Linked DNA regions of Mus musculus: all the other regions are linked to region 1. Evidence: chromatin contacts called from public Hi-C data. All regions are on one chromosome and are shown on one strand. Each heading gives the region's core, a stretch centred on a gene start, on an enhancer-like site or on the middle of the called end of the contact. The rest is flanking DNA. Distances are from core to core; before and after follow the strand shown. Region 1 holds the start of Uchl3 (ubiquitin carboxyl-terminal esterase L3 (ubiquitin thiolesterase)). Region 2 holds the start of Rbm26 (RNA binding motif protein 26). Region 3 holds the start of Ndfip2 (Nedd4 family interacting protein 2).

The links. Hi-C and Micro-C count contacts between places; a contact is called where the count stands out from the background.
Region 2: a Hi-C map of CD8 T cells shows a contact between it and region 1, with 5 times the contacts expected there. The contact joins the promoter of Rbm26 here to the promoter of Uchl3 in region 1. A contact is called at or near these places in 1 of 39 promoter capture datasets (pre-B cells) and 2 of 484 Hi-C or Micro-C datasets (CD4 T cells and CD8 T cells).
Region 3: a Hi-C map of regulatory T cells shows a contact between it and region 1, with 12 times the contacts expected there. The contact joins the promoter of Ndfip2 here to the promoter of Uchl3 in region 1. A contact is called at or near these places in 1 of 39 promoter capture datasets (pre-B cells) and 2 of 484 Hi-C or Micro-C datasets (CD4 T cells and regulatory T cells).

Annotation. Positions count from the first base shown.
Region 1 is chr14:101,652,326-101,655,771 of GRCm38.p6, forward strand. Uchl3 (ubiquitin carboxyl-terminal esterase L3 (ubiquitin thiolesterase)) reads left to right here and starts at 1,642. Exons shown (of 9, transcript NM_016723.2): 1 at 1,642-1,780; 2 at 1,883-1,894. The coding sequence starts at 1,739.
Region 2 is chr14:105,175,138-105,178,766 of GRCm38.p6, forward strand. Rbm26 (RNA binding motif protein 26) reads right to left here and starts at 2,177. Exons shown (of 22, transcript NM_001368684.1): 1 at 1,645-2,177. The coding sequence starts at 1,715.
Region 3 is chr14:105,256,840-105,260,642 of GRCm38.p6, forward strand. Ndfip2 (Nedd4 family interacting protein 2) reads left to right here and starts at 1,784. Exons shown (of 8, transcript NM_029561.5): 1 at 1,784-2,163. The coding sequence starts at 1,834.

The DNA of each region.
Region 1 (3,446 bases), core at 392-2,891:
GACACATTATTGCTACCATCCATGTTTGGTGAAGACTTTCCAGTGTGGATGCTTTGGGGTCTCCTATGCGTTTTGCCAACAATTCATTCTCCACGGTGTGTTAGCTAAGCCTGGTTTTCTCACTGGTGTCTCAAGGTAAACTTTAGTAGGATTGTATTTTGGTTTGCTGTTGAGTTATGAGGAAGCAGACATGGTATGTCTAACAGGGAAGAAATTCTCGTGATAGAGGGATAAGGATGTTGTGTGGCGTATTGGCCAAGCACTAAGAGGAGAAACAAAATGCAGAACTGCAGGAGTCTGGAGAAAAGCGGCTGTCTGAAAATTCCCCTGGCACCCCAAACAGCCCCAGTAGAGACTGAGACTATAGCAAGCACCACAAGAGATCAGGCAACTGCAGCTAACCGATCATGAGCCCAGCATTGCCAGATTTACCAAGTCATGAGGTTGGACAGATATGGCATCAAGCCATCAGACAAATAGGGAGGAGTCAAGGGATTACAAGAGTCACCGGGTTATAAAAATAATAGCCAGAGCATGCGTGGGAGAGTTGGAAATTTCCCAAGAAGGACAAATTCAGCATAATAATATTTTTCTCACTTCTTAACTAACCTTTCCCTGAAATCCTTCTCTTCGATACAGAATAGTAATATATATCAGATCAAATTTCTGGAGTCCTGCCATGACTCTTGGTTCCTACATATCAAAAGGATTGCTCCTTGAAATATCTTCTGCTTCTCTGTCTTCATAAATGTTACCTTGTGTCAACTTTCCTGTTTTTGCATTTCCCCACATAACTGACAGATGGTATTTCTGCATACATGATTATTCCACTTCTCTCTCCTTTGTGACACTGAGATTGGGCCCAGGGCCTCAAGCATGCTAGACAAGTGCTCTACCATTTCTCAAATAGCCCTTGAGAAATCTCCTATGTACTAGCCATTGAGTTAAACCCTGAAAAACAAACAAACAAACAAACAAACAAACAAAATCATTACATTTGTCATCCTGAAATTTAGTGGGATGGCGAATGGATTTCAAAATGCTGTTTAAAGTCCTTCAGTTTGTACCAAACAGTACATTGCCTGATTTCCTCTTTGTAGTGGCTCCATATTGTTTCTCAAGCAGAACTGAGTATCTATCTACCTATCACCTATATCCACCATTTACCTATTACCTGTATCTCGGGCAGTGCAATAACAGATAAGGCCAACATATCATTCCAGTATCCTCACAAAGGAGCAGGAAGACCATGATTCCAAGGAGTCAACCCCTCTGGCTTGGCTGCCTTAAGGCTAGCAAACCGGTCCCACTCTCACAGAGTAGGAATCCATGACGCGCCCCCTAGAGCTTCTGGTTGGCATTGCAAGAAGGTGAGGTTGCCTGCGAGCACGCGGCCCGGTGGCGCATGCGTAGAACTCGGGAGCTCGCTCGGGGGAAGGGAGAGTCCAAGTGTGAGGGGAGTTCACCGTTGATCAAAGCTTCTTTTTCTCATGAACTAGGACATGGCTCAGGCTTATCAGTTTAATTTGCCTTTTAACTTCATTAGTAACTCCAGGGCTGAGTCTCCGTAGGGAGAGATCAAGCGTCTTGGGGGTCGTGGAAGTCCATTCGTTGGTTTCCCCCTCGGGGCGGCGTTTGGATGGTGCCGGCCGGAGCGCGCGGGGGCGGAAGCGGCGGCGGCGGCGGCTGCGGCGGTGGTGGCGGCTGTCAGAGCTGGAGAGCGGCCGGCGGAGCAGTCATGGAGGGTCAACGCTGGCTGCCGCTGGAGGCCAACCCTGAGGTGAGCGCGGCCGGGTTCCGCAGCCAGGGCCTGAGCGGGTCGGGAGGCCGGCGCCAGCCCGCATGCGCGCGTCGCTAAACCCTCTTCTGTGTCTCGTTTCAGGTCACCAACCAGGTGAGTGCGGTCGGTGCCTGTCACCCCGGACCCCGGAGTCCTTCCCGCCTTCCCCGCCAGCCTCCCCGCTGGCCTTCACCTCTGCATCCCCAAGGATCCAGGGATCTCATCCCGGGCGGGCAGGCGGCCCCAGGCTGCGGCTGTGGGCGGCTCCGCCCCTCTCGGGCCACCACCTGGCTCGGGGAGATGCCGGTGCAGCGAGCGTCCTCTGTCCCTCCGTCGGACCCCGCGTCGCCGGCGCTGCCTGGGGCACCCGGGGTCTGAGGTTTGGTAGCCCCTCGCCTGGTATCCCCACCCCGTGCCTTTCCCCATCTTGGTTCGTCTCCTTGCCGTTGCGGGTTCCATCCTGTTCCTTGACCCTGTCCCTTCTAAGGTGACTAATTTGCCAACACTTCCTGACTCCCGGCTTTGTAAACTTGCCCACCCAGTTCTGGTAATTCCATCCACCTCCTGTACAATGAAATCACCTTTCAGTCATCTCTTGCCCCATCGAGGTCCTTCTCTTCCCTGCCACGCCCCCTTTCTCTCCCCGTCTTTCGAAGGTGGACCTGGTCCTTGCCTCCTGTACCACACAAAGCCCGGTTTAATGGTTGTCCTGCAATGCGTAGCCACCTGCTACTCTTAAAAGGGAGTTTGTTTTGGATACTGAAGGTTGGGGCTTGGGATGCCTTTCAGACCCCAAATTAGGTGGTGGAATGCATATATATATATATATATATTTGCACAGATATGTATTAATTAGCCTTTTTTTCTGCTCTCAGATTTAGTTCACCTTTAACAGTTCTCTTAGTTTGTTATATAGTTTTCTTCCTTTTCTTCCATCTTTCTTCTCATAACCGAAGGATAAAGATCTATTATCAACGTTTAAAAATGCTTTTTTGAGACCAGACATCGTGGTACATGTCTGCCAGTATCAGCGTGTGGGAGGCTGAGGTAAAGAGGATTTTGAGTTCCAGCCCAGCCTGAATTGAAATGCTGCCTAAAAACCTGCTCCCTTCCTCCAATTATTATTATTATTATTGTTATTTTTAACGGTTTTTTTAAAAGCATTTTAGCAAATTCTTTGTATAAAACACACAGGCTTTATGTTAGAGGTGACATCCTTTGTCTTTTGGAATTTTTGAAAGTGTTTTCATTTATTTTGTTTCATTTATTGTTTCATTGATTTCGGGTGGAGGTCAGAGGACAACTTTCTAGATTCAGTTCTCTCAGTCCCTCAGGTGGGTCCTTGGGATTAAACACAGGTCTTCTGTATTTGCTGGTGGGAGGAGCCTTGACTCACTGGCCTGACTCCCTGTAGCTTATGTGGGTTTGTTATATATTTTTGTTAGCATCAGTTCCTATCTTCTTAGTAAGGTGAACTGTGTAAAGTTTAAAAGCCAGCACTTCCCCGTTGCCTTGCTGTTCACAGCACCCTTTCTGGAAGAGGCCAAATTCCTTTTGTTCTTGACTTTGAAATTTGCTCATCTCTTTCCCTAGTGCATTTTATTTTGTCAAGAGAAAAATCTCAAAGAATTTCCAACTTCTGTGCATAAGAAGAAGTGTGTATTTG
Region 2 (3,629 bases), core at 927-3,426, 3.5 Mb after region 1:
ACTTTCTAGAGCATCCAACTTTCCTTAAGAAGAATAACTAGTACCTCACACATCATCATCACAGCATGTCAGCAGCCATTCCCTTCCCCTCCTGGATTGCCCTCCACCTTTTACATCATCCATCCAGCTGTTAAAGCTAACTTTGAGGCTTCACACTTGATTTTTCCTTTCCTTTCCCTTCCTTTCCCTTCCTTTCCTCCACATCACTGTATCGGGAAGTTCTAGCAGACCTACTTGTGAAGTACATGTGGTTCCATCTCCACCATCATCCAATCGCAGTCTCAGCCTACAGTACGTTCAACGGAGTGTCCCTTCATTTAAATCTTACCACCTTCAGTCTCCACAAACCACCCTTACTTGAAGTCAAATCAGTCCTGGCCTGCTTTAAATAACCTCTGTTCCAAGTGTGTGTTAATAAGATCTTAATTCCCAGCCTGGACCTAAAGCTGGCCCCTGTCTACTGATTCCATGTCTTTCCTCTCTCTTCCCTATTCTTACTCTTTTTTGAACAAACCACATTGATCACGTATGTCCTCTACTAGGCCTTTCAGCTATTCTTCATTCTGAAAATGCATCATTCCTCGGAAATAGTGGGGCCTTTTCTCCTCTTTTAAGTTTTATTAACTATTCCTTGCTCAGACAGTTTCACTGACCAACAACCCTGAAGCAGCAGACCCCATTCAAACCACGGTTACATGGTCCTCTACTATCATAATGGCCATAACTGGGCATAGCTGAAGTGTATCTTATTGCAGCTTATCAACCCAGGAGAATGTTAAAGTCCTGTCCCAAAGCTCCCCACAGTATATGGTAAAAACTTAACGCATGCATTAAATAAGTGAATTACCTGCCACTGCATTTCAAGTTGCTATTGTAAATCAACGATGCAGAAAACAACCTATGATGTATTTTGCATTAAATAAATACATAAAATATTCCTAAAATCTTTCAATATTTCAACAGTCGCACAAACTACTCAATTTCTCCTTAAATGCCAAATATTCCATACGGATAGAGATTTGGGTTTGTTGGTTTTTTTCCCCCTTCTTCAAAGTAATAGGATGTAGGTGGCAAGGGGTCTGGGGCTTCCTGGGCTTAGCACCTGTTACATCTTCAATCAGTTAAGAGAGGTGCGTATGAGCCACACACCACATGGAAGACGTGGCCTTTCTTTAAGGGACTGTAAGCGAAACCTTAGGTTTTTAAACTCGAACTTCCCTGATCCCTAAGAAAAAGCCATGCACTTCGTCTTAAGAAGCACTGTGGAACTATCTACCACCGGGAGGAGAAGCTAGCACTCGGGAGGAGCCGAGAAGCCGATGTGGAGGGCCTCGGAAGACACACACAGGTGTACGGGGAAGTTTGCCATCGGTCTGCCTATAACGGGAAAGGGGAAAGCAAAGCAGGGCACACCGGTTCAAAGATCAGCTCGACCATTACAATCAAGCCCAGCTCCAGCTTTGGCTATGTTGAGCCTGGACGGGAAGGTGGGCGAACAGAGAAAGCAGAGCCTTGGGGGGACTCCCCACCTCCCGGTTCTTCGCTTCGGCCTCCACCACTGAGTAAACTGCCCCGATCGGGGCGCCCGCCTGTCCACCACCGCCATCCCTGCGAGCGAGCACTGCTCCCCCGGGGGTTACTCACATGGGCTCGAGGGTCTTGCTGAGCCAGGACTTGAGCGCCTCGAAGTTTTCGATGATCATCTTAGAAACCATCCACCGCGGCCCCGAGGCCGGCCTCGCTCCTGCGCTCGCCCAGGTCGCCGCCGCCGCCCCCTCCTCCGCGCGCCGTCCGCGTGGGCAGCGGTGGGAGGTGCCGGTGGCAGGTCCCCGCGAGCCGCGGGTCGGCGAGCACCTCGGCGGGGGCCGCCGCAGGCCACGCGCCCACCGGGTCCCCGGAGCTTCTCCCCTCGGCGGACCCTGGCCCGGGCTGAGGCAGCAACCGTTTGCCGGCCGGGCCCTCCCCCCTGCCCCGCTCCCCCAGTGAATCTTCCCGAAGGGGAGCCGAACGCGCTCCGACCCGGGCTCTCCTCTCAGCTTTGGGATTAGGTGCTTGGTTGGTGGCCACGCGGCAGAGCAGACGTGAAGAAAAGCGACAACGAAGGGCGGCTCAATGGGAACGGTTCGGGGGTCTTCCCGGCTTCCAGCACCCCCAAGAAGATGGCTGCCGGTAAATCTCGCGAGAATGAGTGCGAGTCTCGCGGTGCGGCCCGGAGCATGCTGGGAAGAGACGCAAGTTCGGCCGGGTGAGAGCTGGGCAAATCCAGTAGTGGATCGAGGATTGACCAATCGCAAGGGTTGAGGCCTCGGTCCCCTTTTATCCATCGGCCTTCGTGGTGAATAAGCACAAGCGCCGTCTTACTTCACCAGGATGGAGTGGCCGCGGGCTCCCAGGCCTTGTCCTCTGAGAGGATTGTGCTTGTCAGCACGAGTGAACCTAGAAGATGGGAGCTCTCCATAAGAAGACGGCCAGCAGTGTTTGCAGGGGTCCTGCACTGTGCGACCTGCCCTCGGTGTCACAGCATCCTCCAGTACCATCTTCTGTGTGTGCTGCCCCGTGCACACGATGGGTAAACACACACTGGTCTAATCTAACCCACCGAGACCTCCAGAGGATTAGTGTTCTTATCCCAAAGTACAGGACTTTTTGGCCAAGGTCTAATGACCTATGGATGCCCCAAACCAAAGATACCTTGTTGATTTCCAACCTACAAGAGAAAAAAAAAAAAAAAAAAAAAAAAAAAAACAGTTTTGTTACATTTTAAATTCTGTTCATTTAGAAAAGTTTCAACTTTTCTCCAAGAAATTACAATGTACTAAAGAAGAGCATTCAAACCAGCATCCTATATACATCATAGGTGGTCCCGCAAGTTTGGTTCTATTATATTATTAGGAGACTACCAAAGACTAGTAGGCAATGGGCCACAATGGAATGAAAAAATAGTGGAATGGACAAATGGAATGAAAAAGTAGTCCACGAGTCTAAAGACACGGTCGGTGAACCATAAAGAAAGTCTTGATGCGACAGAATTTGCAATATGCTGGAGTGGAGTGTCCTTTAAGCATTAACTAAAAAGGTTATAAAATACAAAGCTAGACGTTTGCTCTAAAATATGATGCCATGAGTGAGACGTTAATTAGATTTAAGCTAATGAAGAATTAAGATATTAATTAAGATGATTTAGCTAACTGAAATACCGCAGATATGAAAAGACAAAATATTTAGAATTCCATTTCTAGAGGTTGCTAGAGTCCCAGGAGTGACCGAATGCAGAATGGTGGTTGCCAGGAGGCAAAGGGGGATCTTGAGAATTACGTCTCAGTGATGCAGAGTTTCAGTTTGGAATGATAAGAGTTCTGAAACAGTTGGTGACTGAACAGTTTGACTATACATCTAATGCCATGAAGTTGTACACATACAATTATTAAAATGGTAAACTTTAGGTTACATATAGAATGTATAAATAATATACTATTGAGAATCGCGTGTTTCTGTTTAAAGGCACCATACCCAATATTGTCGATGAATCAATATTGACTCCTGTTCCCGGGCACTGTAGCACATGTTTAAACAAAGCCCGTATAGTCCATGTGCTTTTCTCTGTAAAATACATCATGGCCTTCTTATAT
Region 3 (3,803 bases), core at 534-3,033, 3.6 Mb after region 1:
TATAATAACAAGTTATATTGGGATCTAATTTTTCTTTGCTAACACTGGGTGTTGTTTAGCTCATGAAAGGCAATTCTATTCAGGATGATACTGTAAGGAGTTGGCACTTGTGCTAATAATATCGATTAAATTAGGATCTAAAATATACTACATTGGAACACATGAAGAAAATTAGGTATGACAACACCAATTGCTTTTTATTATTTCTGGTCTGGCAATGCTAATATTAGATATTTTAAGATGATCCTAATAGAGATCTGATAAATCATCTGAAAAATAAAAATATCAGAAAGACTTAACTTTTCTAGCTACAACTATACAAAGTTTATTGAACTTTGTTGGATCTGGCCAGTTGTACCAGTCTCATCTGGCTTCCTTTCTTTCGGCAATCTCATCTGCACATGTATGAAGCAAAGTGAGAGATGGTCTCCAGGTTTCCCTCCCCGGATCCCCAGGAGATCTCCATAGTAAGAACAGTTATGGGGAAAGGGCTTGATTATCTTAAAAAGAACAGTTGGGCCAGATCGAGTAGGGCCACAGATCTCAGGGTACAAGAAGCAGATGTTTGGGTTAAAAGGTACCTTTTGCTGGTCTGCCATAGTCTTCTAATTGTTAGAGAAACATGCTCTGTGCCGAGAGAGAGAGAGAGAGAGAGAGAGAGAGAGAGAGAGAGAGAGAGAGAGAGAGAAAAGAAGAAGAAGAAGGAGGAGGAGGAGGAGGAGGAGGAAGAAGAAGACAAAGACGAAGATGAAGAAGAAAAGGAGAAGAAGAAGAAAAGGAAAAGAAGAAAAGAAAAAGAAAAGAAAGAAAAAGGAGAAGAAAAAGGAGAAAAAGAGAAAGAAAAAGAAGGAAGAAGAAAGAAAAAGAAGAAGGAAGAAGAAAGAAGGAGAAAGAAGGAGGGAGGAGAGGAGAGGAGAGGAGAGAGAGGTGTCACAGGGTATTATGATGCGCCACAAAAACTGATTCTTTACCATTATCTTAGGAATATCTGAGTATTATTAGCACACACACAAAAATCCTACCTCACTTCATTATTTTCTTCTGTCCTTCCCATTTCCTATTTCTAAAGGCCTCTTTCTCTGTATGTCATCAGAATATGTTTGAAGAATTTGTAAATCTCTTAGAAACAAGGGGGCAAAAGAAAGAGGAGGGTAAAGCCCTATTCAGGATTTTCAGAGTAATGAAACTGTTCAGTATGATATATAATAGTTAGGGTATATTTGTCAGAACTCCTACAACGTACAATGTTCAAAATGAACTCCAATGCAATCTATTATGGATTCTAAGTGATTGACAATGGTACGCTGTCAAATGGGTTTAACATTTGTCACAAATGAGCTGTTCTACTGAGGAAGGCTACGCGTGCTCAGAAGCAAGACTGTCTTTTTTTTTTCCTTCCTCGAAATTTTACTGTGACTTTAAAGCTGATTTTATATATGTATATGTGGTCTTTGTATATGTATATGTCCCTGGTATTTGGTAATTCATTACCTCATTAATGATTTCGAATGAGCGCCTTTTTAGGCCTGTCCTGAGATGGATCTCTTTGAGATGCTCTAGGCTGGGGACTAATAAAAGGGCGACCTGTCCTCAGGTGCTCTAGGAATGCAGCGCCTCCACCCTCCGCAGTGACGATGCATCCTCTCGCCCCACAGTGAAACCTGCCCTCACAGGAAAATCCAATCAAGTGGGACGATTTTTTTTTTTTTTTTCTTTTCCGCTTCGGTTGCCACCGCCCACTGTCGACTAGATGACAACCTAGAGGGCTCCCGGGGACTTGCCTGACTCTTCCATCTCCTCCCACCTAGGGACACCTCCGGAGCCGGGCGGCGGATGGGACGCCGGCGGAGCCAGAGAGCATGCGCGTCCGCGCCGAGCATGCTCAGTAGCGCGCGCGGCTCCCCGGAGCTCCGGCGCCGATCGGCGAGCGACGCGGAGCTCTCCGCTGGAGCCGAGGGAGCGACAGGAAGTGAAGCGGCCCCGCCAGGCGACCTCGGCGGCAGAACCCGAGGCGGCGGAAGAGGCTCTGCGGCGGCGGCGGCGACGACGTCGACCCGGGAGGCCGAGGGAGCTGAGCGCCGAGGGGACACGCCCGCTCGGAAGCCGGACCCCGAGGCGGGCAGGATGGATCACCACCAGCTGGGGACTGGTCGCTACCAGGTGGTGAGTGCGCGGGCCCCGGGGAGGACGCTGGCCTCGGGGCGTCCCGGCGGGCCCCTTCCCGCCCAGCCCACCTCTCCGCCAGCCCCCGGCCGCAGTCGACGGCCAGCGCCCCGCCGAGCCCCCTCCCCGGCGACGCTCCCCGACTCACCCCGGCTGGCTTTCTTTCCCCTCCTTCTTCCCTGACTCACACACCCGTGAGCAGTGAGTGGTGTCCCCCTGCGGCGGGGCAGGGTGCAGGTACCTGTCAGGGAGTCGACCCGACCGGTGGCCTGAATTGTGTGAGGTTATAGAGTGGGGTGCAGCAGGGCTACAACCGGCGTGAGGGGTAGAGAAGAGCTGTGATGGGGAAGGTGCCTCTCTTCTAGTTAACCTTGTCATTTTGCCCTTTTCCATTGTGTTAGTATTACAGTGATCGTTTTTTTTTTCTTTTTTTTTTAAATCTGTTCCTGCTTTGCCTGTGTTCGTGTGTGCAGCGCTTTATTAGAAAAAAAAATCAAACCTTGTTTGAAATGAAATAGTTTTCATTTAATACAGAGTTTTAAAATCACTCAAGTATGTAAACCACCAGCTATGCTTAATGAGTGAAATGCGCCCTGTATTTTCTTTGTCAGAATCTCTGTATTTTACACCCTGTGTGTTTTAGTGATGTCATTGGAGATAAATATTGTGAATAGCATTGTCAGCAATATTTACTTTATTGCGTTTTCACTTATAAACTTTTAGATAATTTAGTGGAACATAGTTACGGGGGGAGAGAAGAAAAGCATTTGTGCATATTGTTGCTATTGCGTGTCGGGTTTATAAGATTGCACAGTTAGTCCTATATGTCATCTTTTCTGTCTGTCTGCATGTGTGTTGTGCCTTTTGACAAATCTGAAGGATTGTGGTAGAGACTTAAATTTTCATTTTTTCTTTGGTAAGAATTCTCTGTCATTTGTGTCTATTTGCTATAGCATGGCCAGGTGATTTAGATTATGAACTTTCTGAAAATTATCAACATTTTCAGAATGGCTTAGGAAATAGAAATCTTGCCAGTTTATTGAAGGTGCTTTTCAAGTTGTCAGCTTTGGGTAACTTTATATTTTTTAAAAGACATTGTTCCCTTTCTAAGTGTTTGCAAAAAAAAAAAAAGCCACGTAATTTTATCATTGATACTTGTTTTACTTCTCAAATCTTACCCACTTCTGTTTGTGTCTCTAAGTGATATAATTTGATTTGAATTCTTTCTTTGGGTTGCTTTTCCTTATTGGGCTCAACCATGGATGATACTTAAAATAGTGTTAATAGTTTTAATTTATTATATTGTCTCTTTTGCTTTTGATGGAGGTAACTAGTTGAGACTATTTTTTTCTCTCAAAATCTCTTCAGATAATGTTGGAGTTTACTTTTGTCTAAACTTTGAAAGAAGGTATAAAATACTACATTTTTTTCCCTTCAAAACTGAAGCTGTGTCCTATAAAGACTTTGAGTGGGTGGAGCCACTCTGTAAGGGCAGAGGGCAGAAATCAGTCATTCTAAATAAATTATTTCTTTTAGATAGAATATTATTTTTTATGGGGAGAAGCATTGGAGAATTTTATTATAGTCTAAATTTGTATTTTCATTCTTTTACTTTTGTGGTTACATAGTAAGTTCGTGTG